2 separate regions of the Sus scrofa genome follow, and region 1 is linked to region 2. Evidence: chromatin contacts called from public Hi-C data. All regions are on one chromosome and are shown on one strand. Each heading gives the region's core, a stretch centred on a gene start, on an enhancer-like site or on the middle of the called end of the contact. The rest is flanking DNA. Distances are from core to core; before and after follow the strand shown.

The links. A called contact is a pair of places that touch in the nucleus more often than the background predicts.
Region 1: a contact with region 2 is called in a Hi-C map of liver, with 2.7 times the contacts expected there. The contact joins the promoter of NLK here to the promoter of LYRM9 in region 2. A contact is called at or near these places in 3 of 47 Hi-C or Micro-C datasets (epiblast stem cells, heart right ventricle and liver).

What each region holds. Positions count from the first base shown.
Region 1 is chr12:44,400,677-44,405,303 of Sscrofa11.1, reverse strand. NLK (serine/threonine-protein kinase NLK) reads right to left here and starts at 2,314. Exons shown (of 11, transcript XM_021067474.1): 1 at 682-2,314. The coding sequence starts at 1,139.
Region 2 is chr12:44,287,923-44,292,751 of Sscrofa11.1, reverse strand. LYRM9 (LYR motif-containing protein 9) reads left to right here and starts at 3,065. Exons shown (of 4, transcript XM_003358165.4): 1 at 3,065-3,163.

The sequences.
Region 1 (4,627 bases), core at 1,065-3,564, 110 kb before region 2:
TGAATGTGGGCCACTGCATAGTTACAGTCTACTGACCTCGATCGTGGTACGCATGTGTGATGCTATATTTAATGCATTCTTATCAAAAGGCTAAAGCTACATACTTCCCAACTGTAGCTTTATGGTTTAAAATAAACCACTCATGTAACCTGATCTTCCTTCTGACCATCAAGATCACAAATTAAGGAATGAAAAGATAGAAAGAATAGCAAAATGGTTATGCAAAGTATATCCCAATGACAAGGCTATCATAAGGAACTGAGTTTGGGTCGGTTGTGGTATTTGTTGCAATCGATTCAAACTGAGTCAAACATGAGAGATGGCCAAGCAAGATTTGTGTAGGCATAAGCATTCCATGCATTCATCTATTTATTGATCCTCCATTCCGTGGCTTGCTTAGGTTCTACACAATAAGTTTGGTAGACAACAAACTTATGTGTGTTACTCAACAGAGGGTGCTCCACCAAAGTTGGCCACGACTCAAAGGCCTAAGCCTACACAGCCAATGCATTAGGCCTCTTTACCAGGTGTGGAAGGGTGGCTTCCTACAGCTGAGCTGCGGAACAACCCAAGAAGCTTGTTCTACTTGGGTCAACACCGAGAAGAAAACCAGGAGAAAGGCCTTGCCCAACGACAGCTGGGAGAAGAAACCCGAAGTTGCGGTTTTCTTGGGATACTCACCAGACGACACCAAAGGCTCCATATCCAATAGGTCTATCCGGCTCAATATCCAGCTGCTGTTGTGGATGATGCGAGTGCTGATGATGGTGCGCCTTAACTGTGGCAGCTGCGGCAGCCTGTACCTGAGCTGGGGCTGCTGCAGCTGGTCCAGGAGCCTGACCCGGTGCCGGTGATGGGAAATATGGCTGTTGTTGCCCAGGGTTTAACATGGCTGCAGCTGCGGCCGCTGCTGCGGCTGCCGCAGCTGCCGACGAGGTATGCTGCTGTACGGGGTGGACAGCAGCAGCCGACCCGGGATGAAGATGGTGCTGAGGGTGGTGGTGGTGGTGAAGGTGAGGAGGAGGGAGGTGTGGAAGGTGGTGGTGATGGTGGTGGTGGTGCCCTGCTGCTGCCGCAGATGTACCGCCATTGTAAGCCGCCATCATTTTTGCGTTGGCTCTTGCGCCACAAAGAGACATTCAAAAAAAAAATGCCCTTTGATTGGAAAGCAAACTGGGTCAAGCTGTCATTTGGCCATTTAAAAATGAAGAAAAGAACCCACTCACTCCACCTCCAAAAACATGGAGCGGAACTGGCTTTATGTCTTCATCAGTCAATCCAGACAAGTGAGCGGATCGTGGTGTTCAATTTGGGGGTGAGAGTGTGTGGAAGAGTGTGGGTTGCCCCCAAAAAAAATAAAAAAGAAAAAAGAAAAAGAAAAGAAAAAGGGAAAAGGGACCCCTTCCCCCCAGGTTTCCTGCCACAAGTGGGTACTAAAACTCCATCCTTAACTCGGGGGAGGTTCCAACTTTGACTGTGGGAATAAAGGCCAAACCTCCCGACCCCCCGAACTCCACACACGAAAAGGATCAGGTAACACACCACCCTTGGAATCCTGTAAGAGGCTTGACTCATCTACCCCTTCCATTCCCACATCCTTTTCTAAACACCTACCACCTCCTCAAAAATGCAACTGAAAAAAATTCCAACCACCCCAAAGTGAAAGGATGGGGGGAAATGTTCAGGGAAACCAGCTTTCCCCCTCGAACTCTCAGGCCTTCCTACATCTCCCCCTACTCCTCGTCAGGCTGACCTGACTGGAGGGGAGGGGGGGGGCTACTAAACTTTCCCGAACAGAAAAGAGCCAGGGAAGGAGGCAGGAGGGACCGAGTGAGCAGAGGAGGCGACAGGGCAGGACTGAGAGGAGAAAGAGAACCGGGGCAAAGTGAAGGTAAGGAGGTGCGGGGAGGAATGAAAGAGAGGTGGGCAGCACTCGGACGCCCAGACAGAGGGAACCGCCCCGGGAGGAGGTTGGGGTCCTGGGGCCAAAGAATGGGAGCCCCGGGAGGCGGGCGGGGTGCAGTCGGAAGCGGGCTGACTCCTGCCCCCGCCGCCGGCTGCTTCTGCTGAGGAGGGTTGGGGGGGAGAGCGGGTGGGTCCCCCCGCGCGACGGCCCCCGTAGGGCTCAAGGCTGCTCCGTCTCCCCCCCTCCCCCCCACCCGGCTTCGGTCCCGCGGCCGCTTTCTCCTTAGCCGCCACCGCCGCTTTCTCCTCTGCCGCCGCCTCCTCAGCCGCTGGTGCCGCCGCGGCCGGACTCACCTCCCCTAGCAAAGCCGGATAGAGCGGAGCCAGCGGCGGACACGCGCAACCAGCCGCCGAGGCCCCGCCCCCGCCTCACACTGACCGGCTGCCCTAGCCAATCCACGCCCACCTGTCCGCATCCGCCTCCAATCCTGGGCCGGGAGATTCAGACAGGCGCACTGCTCGGCCAGTGGCGACAAGGTGTGGGTCTCCTGGGGAAATCCCGCCCCGACCTGGGATGGGCAGATCGAAAGACCAATCAAAAGGAAGAGTTTAGCCTGACCGACAAGGCCAAAAGCGAATTAAACACCAAAGATCTCCGTGACATTTTCTTTCGCCTCTCTCCTCTTTTCTTTTTCTTCTTTTATTTTTTTGGCAGGAGCAGGAAGCTGCGTGCTAATCCCGCCTGCCAAAGCTGATGGAATGAAAGAACCAATCGTGAACCGGGGACCAAGAACAGAGCAACCAATCCTTGGCTTGGAGAGGAAGTGGGTTGAGACTGGGGCCAGATAGACACTTGATATGACAAATGAAAAAAAAAATTGCTCTCGGTCCCACCCTTCAGGTCTCCTATAGGTCAGGATTGTGGAGAATTCGCTGTCATATCAGCGACGACCTCCTCAGGGGGCGTGGCAAGATGAAAATGGGTGTGGTCTAAAGAAAGGGGCGGGACCTAGTCGAAGAAGGCGGAGTCCAAATCGTCTCTGGTCCATTGATAGCAGCCCTCTACTATCCCTTTTAAAGAAATCAGGTGTGGAGAAATAGGGGGAGCAAAAGGGGATGTCGAGCTTGTTAGGAAACTCAACCAAAGTTACTCAACAAGACAGGCACAAAAGAAATTCAGTAGACTGACAGTTCATATCCAGTAGCTGGTTCTCCATGTCTCATCCTCATAGCGGCAAAAAGACATGTTATTTCTAGTTTTCAGGAATATACGCTCATTGAACTATAGGCTATTGATACAAATTAAAACAAAAATGATTACCCACAAAGACTAATTTCTCCCATATTTTCTAAGTCAATGAGTTCTAGCTATTGAAATCTTAACTAAAATAACATCTTTCACTTTCACAAAATTTACTTACCTGAATTTACCTTTCTTTAAAAATATGAAATAATACGCATACAGAATCTTACCCTTACTAAAACTGTGCACTCAGAACCCCGGAGATTGTCTTTGATTTTTTTTTTTTTTTTTTTTTTTTTTTGTCTTTTGCCATTTCTTGGGCCGCTCTTGTGGCATATGGAGGTTCCCAGGCTAGGGGTCTAATCGGAGCCGTAGCTACCGGCCTACACCAGAGCCACAGCAACGCGGGATGGGAGCTGTGTCTGCAACCTTACACCACAGCTCAAGGCAACACCAGATCCTTAATCCACTGAGCAAGGCCAGGGATTGAACCCACAGCCTCATGGTTCCTAGTCGGGTTCGTTAACCACTGAACCATGACGGGAACTCCCTCTTTTCTTTTTTCTAAATGTCTGCACCTGCAGTATGTGGAAGTTCCCAGGCTAGGGATCGAATGGGAGCTAAAGCCGCTGGCCTATGCCACAGCCACAGCAACATGGGATCTGAGCAGCATGTGCAACCTACACCACAGCTCACAGCAACGCCAGATCCTTAACCCACTGACAGAGGCCAGGAATCAAACTGGCATCCTCAAGGATACTAGTCAGATTCGATTCCGCTGTGCCACAACAGGAACTCCTCCTTCCCTTCTAATCAATCAAATCTTAAGGGCTTTTGAACACTTATAAACCCACACACACCCTTCTCTCCAGTCACCATGGTATTACCCAAATGTATGCCATTAGCATCTTTAATTAAGGCATCTCCCTGCCTACAGGCTAGCTCTCCTCTAATCCATCTACTGAAAGCACTACAATCTTTTAAAAATACAGGTCTGACGATACTCTTACCCTTGAAAAAAAGTCATTAAGTCTAAATAGCCCAGCTGGATCTGGTTCCCCCGCCTTCCTAATCTCTCACCTCTACCTCCTATACTTCAAGCATTCTGTGTTTCTTTCAGTTCCTCAAATGGTTTGTTGCTTCCAAAACTTCACGGGTGTATTCGGCTCCAAATACTCGCTGCTCCACTCCTCTAACTTATGGTTCAGGTCTTCACCTACCTTTCTTTCTTTCTTTCTTTTCTTTCCTGGAAAGCTTTCCTTAACCCTGTTGTAGAGCATGTGCCTCTGCTATTTATCTCCATGGCACTGCCTCCCGCATAGCACTGAGAACTCTGTATTTTAATTGTTTGCTAAGTTTAACACGTCTGAAACTCGTCTGTCTCACTCAGTGTTGTATACCCAGTTCCTTGGACAGTGTCTAAAAGGTGAAGGCAATAAAGAGTTGCATCCGTTTCTGAGAGCTGGGGAAGTGGGTACC
Region 2 (4,829 bases), core at 1,816-4,315:
ATATCTCTAAATTCTTGCTCACCCCTTTCTTCAACCCAGCAATTAACGAAAACAGACACTCGTTGTCTGAGATTTCGCATAACCTTTTACACCCAATATTTTCATTGTCTTAAAAAAAAACAAAAACAAACTTCGGTAGTCAGCAAGGGTTGTGTTTTGCAGCAGCCCAGGGTGGAGAAGATCTGTTCGTTGGGTTTTCCATTGTCACCCTGGTGTCCCCTTTTGGCACATTCACCAGTCCCCCCCATACCCCTCACCCTGTGTTCTGGCAGGATTTGAGACATGCAATCACACCCTGGTAAATAGCAACTTTGCATATTTTGAATAGAAGAGAACCCCGTAGTACCACTCATTCTGTTCCCTGGGAAATGTGAGATCATGGGGAACGAGAACCAGGGCAGACCCAGGGTCCTAAGTGTTTTCTTCCAAGTGTTTATTATGCGTATTGAATCTATGGTACGGTGATGAATTAATTTGAATTATTTACATGGTCAGCCTTTGAGACAATACCCTGATTTAATCAGAGGATGCAAATGTATCATGTCTCTTTGAGATCAACAACAGCTTCAAACTGGAAGAAGCTTCAGGACTTGTAACTTGTCCCACAGACACGGTGGCAAGCCTGCAGGTGTCAAGTTAAATGACATATGGTCAGAACTGGAGAACACCTAAGTGTGTTTCTTAGGAAAGCTGACAGACTCCCCTGGAAGAACATGGCCCCTGGACAGCCAACTCTTGGGTGACAAATTTCTCAAGTAAGAAGAATTTCACACACGGCAGAAATTGACAGAGCATTGTAAATCAACTATAATAAAAAAAGTTTTTTAAAAGAAGACTTTCAGTTCCATTCATCTGTAAACGTGGTGCCTCGTCTGACAGGAGGACCTACTAAAATGTCCGTGTAAACAAAAATGACGCGGTGAGAATGGCTGGGTTTCCGTTCCATTGTGGGCCTGGTATCATTTTACTGAACGTTTGGACTAGTGAGAGTTCTTTAAAGAACCTAAGGTTGCTGTCAAGTTATTACAAGAATTATGATCCAATTAGTTAAAAATCTAGGTTTCTATGATGACTGGGGAAAAAAATTGGAAATTGTTATCCAAGCCTGCCCTACGTTGGTTTTCTTTTCCCCCCCTTGGTGTTCGGCTGCTTGTACGGGATGTTTGCAAAAGGTAAAATCTTGTGTGTTTGTAAAGACAGACGAGGCATCAATGCATTTGAAGGTGGAGTCTTTCTGAGGTAAAGTGAACAGCTTGCTTCTTGAATATTTTATGAGATCTAGGTATTAGAACAATGTTGTTGATGCAGGAACACAGGGATCTAGGAACAAAAGGGAGATAGGGCCAAAGAACAGACTGTAATAATTTCTTCAAAATATGAAGTGATCCTAAGGCTGAAAACAGGAATGGATGGTGATCCGGCAGGTTTTTCCTAATAAGGGCTCTATAACAGCTTCATTATTTATCCACTGGATCTAAGGTAATGATGCGCCCCTGTCCACGCGTGTGTCAACAAGAGGGCTGATTTATGAGGGTACAATAGTACCTTTCAGATTTATTTGGCCCAAGTCATATTGAAAATAAATTGAAGGGTTGCAGCTTTTGTTTGAATATTTCAGGGGAAGAACCCCCACCTGGTTTGGAGGAAGGCTGGTGTGTTAGGTGAAGAGGGCAAAGGAAGGAAGGGAGGGAGGAAGGGAAGAAGTGGGAAGAAAGAGAAAGAAAAGAAGGAAGAAAGAGAGAAAAGGAAGAGGCAGATGGAAAGAGAGGAAGGAGGGGAGTTCCCATCATGGCACAGAGGAAATGAATCTGACTGGGAACCATGAGGTTGAGGGTTCCATCCCTGGACTTGCTCAGTGGCTTAAGGATCTGGCCTTGCCGTGAGCTGTGGTGTAGGTTGCAGATGCAGCTCGGATCCCGAGTTGCTGTGGCTGTGGTGTAGGCTGGCAGCAGTAGCTCCGATTGGACCTCCATATGCTGGGAACCTCCATATGCTGTGGGTGCAGTCCTAAAAAAAAAAGCCAAAAAAAAAAAAAGAGAGAGAGAGGAAGGAGGGGGGGGAGGGTCAGAGGAAGGAAGGAAACTCTAAAGGATATTAGGAAAAAAAAAAAGAGAGAACCCTTAAGAAACTCCTTTTGTTAAGAAATATCCCCTCCTTCTCTTATCCTGAAGGGAGAAGAGTAGATTCCCAGGTTCCAACAGGAAGCAATGCATTCCTTAGAAAGAAGAGAAGAAGGAAAAAAGAAAACAAGGAAAAACAGAAAGTTCTTGTTAAACCAGCTACACATGGAGTCTGTGTAAGGAAATCAGCCTTTTCATTATAAACAGGTTAAAAAAGCCCTAGAGAAGAGAGAAGTGAACAGAAGCAGTATTATCCACTAACAACCTAACTCCCTTTTAGCATCAGCTGAGAGATCAGCAGCATCATTGAACAGGGGGTTTGTCTTAAGATAAAGACTCATCTTTATTTCTTTCACGATATAAAACTTGTATTTAAATCAATTCAGAGAAGCACTTTAGCTCTAAACATTAGAGAGCGGGGAGAGCCTATTTAATAAAACAGCATTATTCCATTTTCAAAGAATGATACTGGCAGTAGCTGTGAGTTTAAATTCTGTATTCTTTCCCTCAATTATAATTATACACGGGTCTGAAAGGAAGCATGCCTATTACTGTCATATTTATTCTTTTGACAGGTGTTATGGGGCTGTAATTTGACGAAATGACTCAAAATGCAGATTCCCATCCAAATATAATTCCTGTCATCAACACGAGTGGTTTAGAAGCCGTCCTCCTGCAAGGCTTTGCACAGATCTTCAACACCCCTCATATTTTAGCAGCAGTTCATATTCAGGAAAATGGGGAGAGCCTGCCTTCAGGGCTTATCTCTGGTAGCAAATGCCAAAAGGAAGAGTGGGTGTTCAAGGCAAAGAAGCTTGTTAGTGGGACAGTTTTTTGTTTTGCTTTTTTTTTCAACAGGGTGGGCTTGGATTGGGCATGGGGCATCCAGCACGGGTCCTTCATCAAGTATCTCGCGCGGCCGGTAGAGGGCGCTCAGCGCACAGTGGCCGGGGGTGGGCGGTGCTTCGGCTGTCCCGGGCGCAGGCGCACTCATAGCCGCCGCGTCCGCCGCGTCCCAGGCTGAGGTTTCCCGGTGGAGGCGGGTGAGCCGCGCGGCGCCGGCGGAGGGCGGGAGCGAGGGCGTCCGCGCGGGGGCTGGAGTCCCCTGGGCTGCGGGGAAAGGTTGGGGATGGGAGCTTCGGGCGTCCTCGGCCTGGTGCGGCCTGTGGAAGTCCTAGCGCCGCTCCCTTTGTCTCCCCGAGCGTCTCATTCCTGGGGAGGGCCGTGTTCTCCGGAGCGCGGCTCCTGGACGCGCCGCAGGCCTCGCGGGGGCGGCTCGGAGGAGCGAGGAGGCCCCAGGACGCGGCGGCGCGGGGTGGCGTGGGGCGTCGGGGCGCGGGGCGGGCGGGGGGGGTGGGGGAAGCACGGGAAGCCCAGGGACGTTCCCGTCCCGCAGGCGCCTCCGCGAGGGCTTCGCTTTGCCCGTTTTTCAAAGCAGACATGGGCCTCCATGGCCCGTGTGTCCGCAGCACCCGGTGAGCGCGCTTACCTGGAGTCACCTTCACGTTTTGATTTACCCTCTGCCCAGCAGATCAGGTCACTCCGTGGCTGAAACCCCTAAGACCTTAGGACTAACCTTTCTTTTGATTTGTTTTTACACAGCATACGATTCACCCGCTTAAAGTGCACAATTCACTGCCTTCCAGTGTAGTCACAGGATTCAGGCTGCACTCTCTGCCTTCACTACCCCTTTCACCTTCACCCAACCAAGGGCTACTCCTTCAGACCTCAGATTTTTTTTTTTTTTTATTGTCTTTTTAGGGCCGCACCCTTGGCATATAGAGGTTCCCAGGCTAGGGGTCTATTCAGAGCTGCAGCCGCTGGCCTACTGGCCTATGCCAGAGCCACAGCAAGGCCGGATCTGAGCCGCCTCTGCGACCTACACCACAGCTCACCGGTTGAGCGAGGCCAGGGATCAAACCCTCAACCTTATGATTCCTTTTGCGATTCGTTTCTGCTGCGCTAGGAGGGGAACTCCCAGACCTAGATTTGATGTCTCTTTTTCCAGAAACCTTCTCTGACCCTTGCATGGGTGAGGCCCTCTGGGACCTGAATTCCACTTGCAGTATTTAGTTATAATTGAATACTTAGTTTTTATTATCGTCTGTTAATGCGTTCTGTGGGGTCAGAAGTTGTCTCCTTTGTTTCTGTGACTTCAGCATCTAGCACCTTGTTGGCGTCAGTGACTGTTCAAAACACGCGTGTCTTTTGTGTCAGACACACTATTAGGGGTGCAGCCAGGAGCAAGGTAAATAAACTCCCTGTTGTTAGGGAGCTGACATTCCAGTGGGGGAAGGAATACAGAGATATATATATATATATATATATATATGTCGTGGTGAAAAATGCCATGAGGGAAAAGAGAAGGAACCCTAGGGTGGACAGAGAAGACTTAAGTGAGACTCAGATAAGGGGCTGGGGAGACGTGTGGGTGCCCGGAGAGTGGCTGAACATGTGAGGACCAGCTGGGAGGCCAGAGGGAGGGGGAGCATGAGAGGAAAAGGGTAAACTGGGAGCTTTCAGCTCCAGGATTCTCTAGACAAGCCCTGAGTGTGTGTAGAAAGAACTTGAGCTAGGAAGGGAGATGTCCCGCTGTGGCTCTTAATCTAGTTCAGAGTGACCTTGAACCTCAGATTGCTTCTTCTGTGAGGTGGAAGCAACAGGGTTGGAGATTGAGTAGCCCCTAGGAAGTACCCAGCCGGTACAACA